Linked DNA regions of Zea mays: all the other regions are linked to region 4. The links are chromatin contacts, called in public Hi-C maps. All regions are on one chromosome and are shown on one strand. The core of a region is the stretch at or near the end of the contact, and the rest is flanking DNA. Distances in the headings are between cores, read along the strand shown.

Region 1 (2,700 bases), core at 66-2,565, 180 kb after region 4:
GCTCGGCGGCGCTAATGGCGCCGGCCGACGCCACCCCGGTGAGCAGCTCGGTGAAGGACGCGGCCTGCGCCGAGGTGCTGGCCACGGTGACCTCCCTGTCCCGGGCGGAGGCGCCCCCGCGGCTGTCGGAGCGCGAGAGCGAGAGCTCGGATCCCTTGCTCGTCTCCGACGTGCTGCTGCCCGCGGACTTGCTCCCCTGCTGCTGCTTGTCCTTGCCGGCGGCATCCGCGTCGCCCGGCGCGGGGAGGGCGGCGAAGGCGGCCGGGTCGAGCTCCGGGAGCTTGTCGATGGCGGCGGCGGCGGCGTTGATGAGCCATTCGATGGCCTTGCTGGGCTGGTCGAAGCCGAGGCGGTCCTGCAGGTCGTAGAACTGGATGGCGGTTGGCACCGACAGGCGCACGCGGCGGTCGCGGATGCCCTTGGCCGTGTACACCTTGCTGTGCCGGTCCTTGCCCCCGCTAGCCCGCACGCGGTAGATCCGGGACCCCGCCCCCGGGCCCAGCGGCGGCGGCGGCGGCGGCGGCTGGCCCCACGCCGCCTCCGCCTCGCTGCCCCTCACGGCGCCGCCGCGGCCGCGCTTGGAGCCCTGCTGCTGGGAGCGGCCGGGCGCGCCGGCGCCCACGGCTGCTGCCTCCATCCCCCTAGTGGCGCCGCCCGCAGCCGCAGGCGCTGCTCATACGCTGGCTGCTGGCGCGGCGGGAGATAGCCGTGAGGAGGAATGCAGCGCTTTTATGGGGTGGAAGTGGAAGATGGAGCTCCAGGCAGGCGCGTGGGCTTTGGCGCCTGGCGGTGTAGCTGCTGGAATGAGGCAACGGCTGGTGCTCCCCGGCGTGCTTGGCGGTCGAGCGCGCCGGCCGCGTCCGTCCGTCGGGGCCCCGGCTGCTGTGCTGCTGCTCGAGCTCTTCGCACGGTCTTATCCCTACGCTGCCCTGCCACGCCTGCCTAATCGCCCGCCCGTGCTCCTACCCCCGTGCAACATTTTCCCGGCTCCCGCGCGCGCTGCCACACTGGGCGCGCGGCGGGCGCTCGTTGCCTCCGTCGGTCTCTCTCTCTCTCTCTCCTCGCGCCCGGGGCGCTGCGGAAGTGCGGAGCGGCAGAAGCTGCTTCGTGGTGCCCGGTGCAGCGGTACTGCTGTGCTGCTGCGGGCAGGGGCAGAGCCGCAGCGCGGGTAGCGAGAGACAGCGGCGGCGGCAGGCTTTAGGGGGAGGTCAGATCTGCCGTCTGCGGCACTGCACTGCCTTTCGGTGCCCTGCCCTACCCTAGTACCCTACCACGCCCCGCGTACACTAGTCACTGATGAACGCGTCGGGTGGGGGGGTCTCGGCACGCTGTCGCCTCTCGCGCACTGTACTACTGCGGACTGGGGAGTGATGCCGCCTGCCGCGGCCGTACGGCGCCGGATGCCGTGCCGTGCGTACCGGATAGCGTTTCCACAGCTTGCCTATTCTGCCCTCGGCGCCCGCGAATGCGATCGAGGCGGCGCCAAATCCCCACTCCGCGCTGATCCCGTACTTTGGTCAATGATTCAAGAACCGTGGTCTACTCTTTATGGATGGATAAAAAAACGGCACGGAGGACCGGATCACTTCATAGCCTCATACGTGTAGTTTCTAATTTGTTTCTTTTTCAGCGTGGAAAACATAGGTATTTTATATTACTAGTCTACACGATCGTTACACGCTACATCGTTTATTTTATTTTACTAGTCTAATCGCAGCACAAATGTGTATGAGCCAGGCTCAGGCCCCCAAGCTAGGCGCTTCGCCCAGGCCCACTCGCATCTGGTGGTGCCCAATAAATTCCACGTCCTGGTACTACTGCGCAGCGCAACGGCTTTGCCCCTTTCGGTTCGGCGGGCGACCGTAGCGCGGCCGCGGCGTGGTTGGCGCCGACGAGAGGACCCAATAATTCCCTCGCCGCGCCGCGCCGCACCGCTCGCTGGTCCGGGCGCTGGCTTGGCACTTGGCAATGGCTTGCCCGGCCCGCCCTGCGTGCTGACATCTGCTCGGGTCGGGTCTCTCTGACCGCGCGCCAGCACCGGCCGGGGGCCGGCGGAAGAAGGGAAAGGATGACGGCGGCAGGCACACACGAGATCGCCTGTTCGGTGTAGCACGCTGGCACGCTGCTGCTGCACACGTCGACGGGCAGAAACGCTGTCCCCCCTGGATGACATTGATGCGACAGTCGGTCATTTCTGCCAGTGCTCTCGGCGGCGCCTACATGTACCATTAGTACTAGCTACTACTAGACACTTAGCACAACACTATCACAGTACGGAGAAAATTAGCGCAAAGTTTTCAGTTTTTTTTGGGGTCAACGAGGGTTGTGTGCGTGGTGGAGACGAGAAAAGGTCCGTAGAGGGCGGGTAGGGGCTGCGGGCTGGCTGGCTGTCCGTTGCGGCGCGGCGTGCAGTGCAGGTGGCGCCCGCCACCTTTCGTCGTGAAAAGGACCACACCTCGAAAGTGCCGGGAAGCTTTGGTCGCAGTCGCAGGCCGCAGGCCGGGATTGGCGTTTCGGGACTGTTTTGGAGTCTCAATAAGCCTCGCGCTCGCAGCATGTACTCTACATGCCGGCAAGCGTCGCAGGCACCAGCGACAGCGTCCGGCGGAGCTGCCGAGGGCAAAGCCGAACACAGAGGGCCAGGCCCAACCACTGTATGCGACGGGTGAACCCATTGGTCCACCACCAAAAGCAGACTGT
Region 2 (2,700 bases), core at 1-2,500, 240 kb after region 4:
CTCTTGAATATTCACTAGCTAGAAGCTGAGCCATGTGATAATCTAGTAGGATCATTTCAGGCCATTCAGATATGTGATTCCTTGTTCCTCTCTCCGAGATACTTTTCTCAAGTCAATTGACATCCTGAATTTCCAAAGATAAAATGTTACAGGCCTGCATTAGGGACATTCACTATGTTCAGTTTAAATTCGACACAAAGATATTCACTATGTTCCAGCGCGTCCATTGTTTTTACACAATTATAATTTTCTGGTCGTGCCTTATTTTAGACCAGACATCGTCTCTAATTGGATTGTATCTATTGAGGTTTGGCTAATGGTTCATCAACTTATACTTGCTACCATACTTATTTTTAAATTATATGTCATTTTTATAGGTCACGTTTTTTTAGAACATCTGTTTGGCACAGGCACACAACGAGTAGCAGGTGCCCTGGCTAATTGTAACACTCCGTCTAATATTGGACCGACGGTACTTACTCCTGGCAGGTCACTAGGAGGATATATTGTCTCCACATACCAGCACGTGTCTTTTGTGCACACTTTGTCCTAACTCATGTGCACCCGAGAAAACTTCTCGGTCGGTCACACATACTAAATTTCTCCAAGCCAAGAATGCTTAACTCGGAGGTTCTTTTTAGATAGACTTTCAAAAAAGAAGATGCACCTTATTGATATGAATACTGTATTAATTCTATTAAGTTTTGGACTAGTATATCGCCATCTCAGAGGGCCAGGATATCACAATCCACCCCCTTAGAAAACTGGCGTCATCGTCGGTCAACCCCAATCCAGGAACCTCCCATCTTAGTCACGTCTGTGTGTCTAGTGTCGTCATGCTATGTCATGTGACCACTCTGGGCCCACATACGCTATGCGTCATATACGCGAACCCCTACCCCACACAGGCCCGTAAAACCGCGAGGGTCGACTCTGATACCACTTGTAACACCCCGTCCAATCCTGGACCGGCGGTATTTACTCCTGATAGCTCGCTAGGATTATATATTGTCTCTACAGACCAACAGTGTCTTTGTGTGCACTTTGTCCTCACTTATGCACACCCGAGAAAACTTCTCGGTCAATCACCCGTTCTAAATCTCTCCAAACCAAACACACTTAACTTAGAGTTTCTTTCGAGATATGTTTCCAAAAAAAATTCACCTTATTAATATAAATACTTTATTAATTATATTAAACCTTAGAGCGTGATATCAAATCTTAGTGACAGGATATCACACTAGTTCCCTCTCCAATCACGAATTCACGATTCACGCCGCACGCCCCGACGCCCCGACGCCCGCAGCCCCGCATCCGCACTTCCGCAGGCCGCAGCGCACAGGAGTCCCGATCTCGACTCCCGACTCGAACTCGACGACTCCCAGTCCCAGTTCCTCTCGTCCGCAACCGCAAAATCCAAGACCCTGGCCGCCGGAGCCGAACTGGCCCGCGCCTCGGGCCCTGCCCGATTTGTGTGCTTTGCGGCCTGTGGGCATGCTAGCCAGCCGGCGGCGGCACCGGAGTCCATAGCAGCAACCACGCGGCTACGAGCTACGACGGGCTGGCTAAGGCGCAGGTTGAGCGCTGAAGGCTACCCAGCTGTGGTCTCACGCGGGTGGCCGGTGAGAGCAGCCAAGCGGCAGGTACATCTCCCCTCTGCCGCTCCACCCTCCGAGGCGGCCCTCCCTCTCAATCCCTCCAGCATCTGGTATCTCTCTATTATCTGTAGAATCATAAATCTAAAAATTATAGATTATTCACAATTAAAAGTAGAAGTGTACTATGTAATGTTATTAACAATTTTATGTGAAACATGCGGCTTAATCGTCGTATCAATTAGTTTTTTTTTAAAAAAAAATTGTAGCTACTTTCCGTCGCTGGCTAGAGTCCTACTCTTTGTCAAATTCTAGGTGCGCTGGACGCTGGACGAACCCTACCACGCGCACCGTCACGTTGTGGTCTGTCTCTCCCTCTACCTCCATTCCCCCGCGATCTCGGTTTCTGTTCAATTTTCGCGCTCCCTTCCCCTCGCATATGACACTCTGTGACATTGCAGAATTGAATCACTCTCTGTTGATGGGCAGCCTGAGCGCTCCGCCAGTGCTGTCGCCGCTCGTTTCTGGGCTCATCTTTTCATCTGACAGAGTCCTCAAATCTAGAGGTGCACGCTTGTTGGTTTATTATATTTTTTGATGTTGCTGCTCCTGCCAGCCACGACGAGTTCCTAAGGTTTGTTGGTCTCTGTTTCATAGAATCTAGCATTGCTTCCTGATTTTCAGGGTTAACTACCAGTAGCGTGATGAAGTCATGTAGGCTATCCGAGCTCAGCAATGCTGAGGTTAGCAGCCTCAAGGCTCGTCCTCGCATCGATTCCTCGTCCATGTCCATATTTGGCACGGTGAGATGACAGATGACACCAGGATTACTCATGGTGTTGAAGTCCAGTATGTTTTCATTTCATAGTTTAATAATCATGGGATTCTGTTCTGTGCAATTAGGTGAATCCAATTGTTGAGGGTGTCTGTGTCAGAGGTGATGCAGCAGATAAGCAGTAAGTGTTACTGTTATGGATGGCCTTTTCTTGGATGACTGGGAGATTGTGCTTACTTTTTTGGGTTTGGTCTTTCAGCTACACAAAAGTTTGCTTTCTCTGTGTTGCACTATGTCCTTAAATGGTACCCAAAAAAAATCCTCTTATTT
Region 3 (2,700 bases), core at 91-2,590, 150 kb after region 4:
CACCGGAGGGAGTATACTGTGTCTCTTTCAAGGCTCAACGTACATGCTGTGGACTTTATAATAATACTCCCCCCAGCTTGCACGGAGCACAGGCTGTTATCCACCTACAGTACGTACAGATTGGGAATCTTGGTCCGAGTGACTGGCTTCCGTTTTTAGGAAAGAACCACCAGACGTATCAGGCTTGAATATTTAACGCAACTAGCAGTACTACATCTCTACTACTATAGTAGTACTGCGTACCCCGGGCCCCTTGTATCCACACATGTCAGTGGAGCTCAAATTTAGAGGTTTTTGAATGTATTAGAGCTAATAGTTATTGGCTAAAATTAGTTGGAGACAATCTAACACCCTAGCTAATAGTTGTTAGTTAATAGTTAGCTAGCTATTTGTTAGTTAATTAATTCCACTACCAATTTTTTAAGCCAAAACTAACTATTAGCCTTTAGCGCATTCAAACACCCCCTTAATGGTAAAAGTACTGATACTATTTATATTTCTAACTAATTTTGTTATAAAAAAATTATATTGCAACTGATCTAATGTTAATTACTTTATATTATGTTTTTATATCTTTTTATGTAAACTTAGTTGATGTTTAGTTTCTACAGAGTGATTTTTAGTCAGTCAAATTTATTCTATTTTGTTATATTTTATTCCATAAATTATTAAATACGTTTAGTTTTCGTATTTGATAATTTAGATAATAAAATAAAAGGCCTAAAAATCAGTCACACTCTATAGAAACCAATCACCCCTCTATTCAGAGTATAAACTGTTTGACTTTTTTTTTGAGAAAAACAAGACTTAAATATATTTTTGGAAAGAAAGCATATACTATTGCTTTCCTTTTAGGCTTTTACCGCCGCTACTGCCTGCTCCTGTTGCTGATGGTGGCCGGCCAGCCTCGTTTTCCCCGCGGGCCCCGCGGCGGGGGCACCAAATAATTGCTTGGTACTGGGGGAGATCTGACCCCGAGCTCCACTCCACCCCTCCTCCTCGCCTATGGCGCGGCACCATGTGGCCGGCCCGCCTCCCCTCGCCGCCCAATCGCCCGCGCCCGCACGCCTCGGCGACTGACTCGCGGGGCCCCCCTGCGACGGGACCCGGCAGACGGAGACCTCCACTCGCGCAGGCGCAGGCGCAGCACATATTCCCCGTCTGCTCGCGAGTGGGCTTGTCGTTTCGTCGGTCGATCCCCCCTTTCGATGTCCAGGGAGAGTTGAGAGTTCCCCTCATCCACTCGTGTGAGAATTCTCAGCTTTATTACGTGTTCATTCATCATATAATGCACTAGTACGCTGTACCCCTGAACAGCCTCCTCCTCCTCTCGTAGCATTGCAGTGCTAGGCTTGCAGTAGTACTCCCAGCGCCACCACTGTTTGCAAATATATATGTAAAAAAGGCACTAGCAGCAGTAGTACCTGAAGCTCCAAAAAAAATGATGCGCTGTTGTGCTGTGCTGTTGGCCTCCGCCTGGCCTAGTCCGCGTTTCCATATATAGAAAACCCACAGCTCTAGCTAGAGTGACCACCACCAGACCAGACTAGACCGCACTTCCCCTCACCTCTCATCAGCTCACCCTCACCAGCTCTCCCGTGTCGGCGTGCAACAGAACAGCCTCCTCCCAGCCTCGGTCAAGGAGTTTCATTTCCTCCTCCCAGGCTCCCACAGATATCCGGACATGGACGACGACTCCAGGTCTCAGGCGGCGGCGGCGGCTGACCTGTCGCTGTCCCTGGCGCCGACGCCAGCGCCTCCCGCGCCGCCTCCGCCGGGACCCGGGGGCGGAGGCGGCGTGGCGACGGCGTGCGTGGACGGCAAGGACGTGCGCCTGTTCCCCTGCCTCTTCTGCAACAAGAAGTTCCTCAAGTCGCAGGCGCTGGGGGGCCACCAGAACGCGCACAAGAAGGAGCGGAGCATCGGCTGGAACCCCTACTTCTACATGACCCCGCACCCGCAGCAGCCCAATGCGGCGCCGCCGAGCCCCACAGCCCCGCCCGCCTACGCCGCCGCCGCCGACTACGGCGTCGCGGGCGCGGGCGCGTCCGCGGGGGTCTTGGGCGGCCTCCTCCCCGCGTCGTCGTACGCGGGACACGTGTACGCCCCCGCCGTGCCGGTGCCGGCGCCGTTCCCCATCGCCTCGCACGGCTCCAGCGGCCTGCACTACAACTACTACGCGCCCCACGAGGCAGCGGCGGTGTCGGCGGGAACGGGGACAGGGACAGGGACAGGGACAGGCACGGGGGCGGGGACGGCCGAGGCCGGCGGCGTGGCCGTGCTGGCCCCCCGCGCGCGCTACGCCACGCACCAGCCGGCCGAGCAGCCCGGCGGCGCCGGCCGCGATGACATGCTCAACTGGAGGAGGGGCTCCCACGGCACCACCGCCTCGGCCGCCGTCACAGCCGCGTCCCCGGCCAGCACCACCACCACGCTCACCACCTCCTGCGCCGGCGCCGCCGACGGCGGAAGCAGCAACGACGACGACGACGACGCCGGGGAGCTCGACCTCAACCTCAGTCTCTAGCACTCCGATACGTCGTCTACCTACGCCACGCCAAGGTTGTTAATCATGTGCCGGCCTATCCGTACGATACGCGTGTCGCTTAATTAGCTCTCAGGTCTCAGTAGGCACGTTGATCACTCTCTCCCTCTGTCTATTCTCACCGTATGGTATGCCATGTTATTAGTACGTCTCGT
Region 4 (2,700 bases), core at 12-2,511:
AATTCTTCTTAGTGGAAAACAGATCCTTCTTGTCTTCTTGGTTGGCTGTCTCTCTTTTACATATATATTAATCAAATGTGTATGAGTGGCTACTGGTTAATCAGAAAGATAGATAAACAGTGTGACAAAACAAAGTAAGTACTTGAAATATACAGAAGCAAACAACTAAACACAAGTCGCTCAACAGAAGTATCATGTTTCCTATGTCAAATCCCTCCTGATTAGTGTGATGGTATGAACAGGTATAAAATATGAAATGCCCCAAACCATAATCAATTCCCAACAAAAGAAAACCTAAAATGCCATAGTAGGCTACCGAACACGAGTTTTCCAGAAACAATGTACAGATCCAATTTTTATGTTGCATCCATCAAAGAGCTAAATTTAGGTGGGTCCAGGTGGCGTCTGAGCAAGTGATCTGTGAACTGATAGTTGCTGCTAGTGAATTTTAACCCTAATACCAGGCAACCAAAAAACTTAGAGCTAGCCCACGAGCTGGGAAGTAACATATCCGAAACAACAGAATTGGAATCAATTGCAGCCACATGCCCCTTCAGTGGCGACTAGTCGCAACAGACTCGCAGAGTAAGGAATTCCGAATAATAAGAGATTGGGAGCGCACCTATTTTGATGCGGAGCGGCTTGCGGGCGGAGGTCGACGGCTGCGGGAGCGTGGCCTTCTTTCGAAAGAGGTTGGCGGCAACGCCAGCAGAGGCCGGCACGCTGGGCGCGGGGAGCTTGTCCTGGTTGACGAGCACCATGTCCGCATCCTCCTCGCCATTCGTTCGGCCCCCACCCATGGCGGCGGCAACGGTATCAAGCTGGATGCCGTTCTTCTCTACGGTCCCCACGGAAGAGGAGGAGGCGGCGGCGGGATGCTTGGCCTTCTTCATAAGCGGCGTCGCAGGGGATGACGTCGGGGACGGAGATGTGGTGGGGGACGAGAAGGGGCGCTTCGAGGCGGCGGCGGCGTAGGACTGAGACATGAATCAGGCGCCGACGGGCATGGCGCAGCGGAGGCGGAGGCGGAGGCAGGGCCGGCGTCCGGCGCGAGGATTTTTGAGCGAGCCGGCGGTGAGGTGGCGGAGAGGGGACAGGAAAGAGCGAGCTGATGAGAGAGATCGGGTTGGGGGCTTGGGGCGGGGGAAGGGTTTCGCGTCTTTTTTTTCCTTTTTTCTTCTTGATTTTTGCTGAGGTGGGATTTCGGGTGTGTCCGTGTGTGAACTGGTGTGGAGCTGTGGCACTGGCACCCTGCACAGTGCACACTCAGGGAGTGAGGCTCTTTTGGTTGCCTAATTAATCAGAAAATAATTAGTTAATAAAACATTAGTCAATATGTGTTTAAATTATTGGTTAATAGATGTCTAAAACATACTCCATGTGCTGCTGTTCTATTAATTATCGTTTAGGACAACGATACGGTCTCTAAAATATAGTTTTGACCAATGTTTTTTATTAAAATACAAATGAACTCTTAATACATTTATACTTTTATACAAGTACTTTTAAGATAAATCGGTGCATATAAATATTAGATTTAAAAACTAAATAACAATTATAGATAAAATTTTATAAGTTTGATTCGGACCTTATACAAAACAACAATTGATAGGACACTGGAGGGAGTAGTAAGTAGTTTGTTTATCTCTACACGGCAAACGGTTAGACTATCTCCAGCAACGTCCTCTATATCTATTCTCTATATCCGTCCTTTACAGTCTACTCTAAAAGATTCTATCATCTATATATCCTTCCTCTCCAACAACGTCCTCTAAATCACGTCCTCTATACGCAAATACATATATTAGAGACATTTTTTTATTTTTAATTTTTGTACATACATATTTGTCATACTCTCAAATGTGTTGTACATATTTTAGTTTTGCTAAATCGGTTGTTTAAAGTATTTAAATGGATAGAGTAACGTTTAGAGAAACTCTATATATAGAGAATCCAACAGCGTTCTCTAAATTTAGAGGATTGTTTAGAGGACGTTGTTGGAGTGAGTAGAGGACGTTCTGATCCTCTAAATTTAGGGTACAGAACCCTTTAAAGTTCCTTGTTGGAGCTAGTTTTTAGCCTGAAGAAAAAAGGAAAGGAACCGGTAGACATAGGGATCGTCTTTTTCTCTTTTCGAAACACCGATATATAGCTTGTTGACTCCACGCCTCAACGCCACCACAAACACCTATGCTTGCCCACTAGGTACAGTACCACCACTAATCATGTGTCCACTTATCTTGAACCTTTGAATTGTGCGTATTATACAAAACCTTCATGTGAACTTGTATGCCACCATTGTGAAATTGCATTATGGAGCATAAACTAAATGTATCAAGGTTTTGCTCTGTGTTGCATTCAGATTGTATTTATGTATTAAGCGACAACGTGAAATGGAATACGGTCAAACAATAAGTATGCTGAAATATTTCCAAGACAAGATTGTCAACAACCCTTCATTCCAGTATGCTTTACAAATTGGTTGTGACAATCAAATACCAAACATATGGTAGACTCATGCTAAAATGATTATTGCCTATGCACATTTTGGCGATGGCATCACTTTCAACACTACTTTCTGAACAAATGAAGAGTATAGATCTTTTGATGTCTTTGTTGGATTCAGCCATTTCAGAGAGACAATAGTTTTTGGTGTAGCTCTTATATCTCTACTATACTTAAAGCACCAGTTTCAACGGT

The links. A called contact is a pair of places that touch in the nucleus more often than the background predicts.
Region 1: a Hi-C map of leaf shows a contact between it and region 4, with 4 times the contacts expected there. The contact joins the promoter of LOC103625824 here to the promoter of LOC103625822 in region 4. A contact is called at or near these places in 5 of 25 Hi-C or Micro-C datasets (ear, leaf and tassel) and 1 of 3 datasets of contacts at active chromatin or transcription factors (seedling).
Region 2: a contact with region 4 is called in a Hi-C map of tassel, with 2.1 times the contacts expected there. The contact joins the promoter of LOC100192115 here to the promoter of LOC103625822 in region 4. A contact is called at or near these places in 2 of 25 Hi-C or Micro-C datasets (leaf and tassel).
Region 3: a contact with region 4 is called in a Hi-C map of endosperm, with 3 times the contacts expected there. The contact joins the promoter of LOC100382689 here to the promoter of LOC103625822 in region 4. A contact is called at or near these places in 4 of 25 Hi-C or Micro-C datasets (bundle sheath, ear, endosperm and 1 more).

What each region holds. Positions count from the first base shown.
Region 1 is chr5:5,259,870-5,262,569 of Zm-B73-REFERENCE-NAM-5.0, forward strand. It overlaps LOC103625824 (transcription factor PCF6), which reads right to left and starts at 1,316. Exons shown (of 3, transcript XR_004849337.1): 1 at 1-1,316.
Region 2 is chr5:5,322,802-5,325,501 of Zm-B73-REFERENCE-NAM-5.0, forward strand. It overlaps LOC100192115 (Ycf20-like protein), which reads left to right and starts at 1,251. Exons shown (of 6, transcript NM_001137538.2): 1 at 1,251-1,643; 2 at 1,911-1,958; 3 at 2,057-2,161; 4 at 2,280-2,398; 5 at 2,499-2,551. The coding sequence starts at 2,077. It overlaps LOC103625825, which reads left to right. Exons shown (of 4, transcript XM_035958928.1): 4 at 1-376.
Region 3 is chr5:5,228,157-5,230,856 of Zm-B73-REFERENCE-NAM-5.0, forward strand. LOC100382689 (Drought and salt tolerance protein) reads left to right here and starts at 1,341. Exons shown (of 1, transcript NM_001175413.1): 1 at 1,341-2,700. The coding sequence starts at 1,685. The coding sequence ends at 2,527.
Region 4 is chr5:5,077,850-5,080,549 of Zm-B73-REFERENCE-NAM-5.0, forward strand. It overlaps LOC103625822 (cullin-4), which reads right to left and starts at 1,262. Exons shown (of 17, transcript XM_008646220.3): 1 at 623-1,262. The coding sequence starts at 986.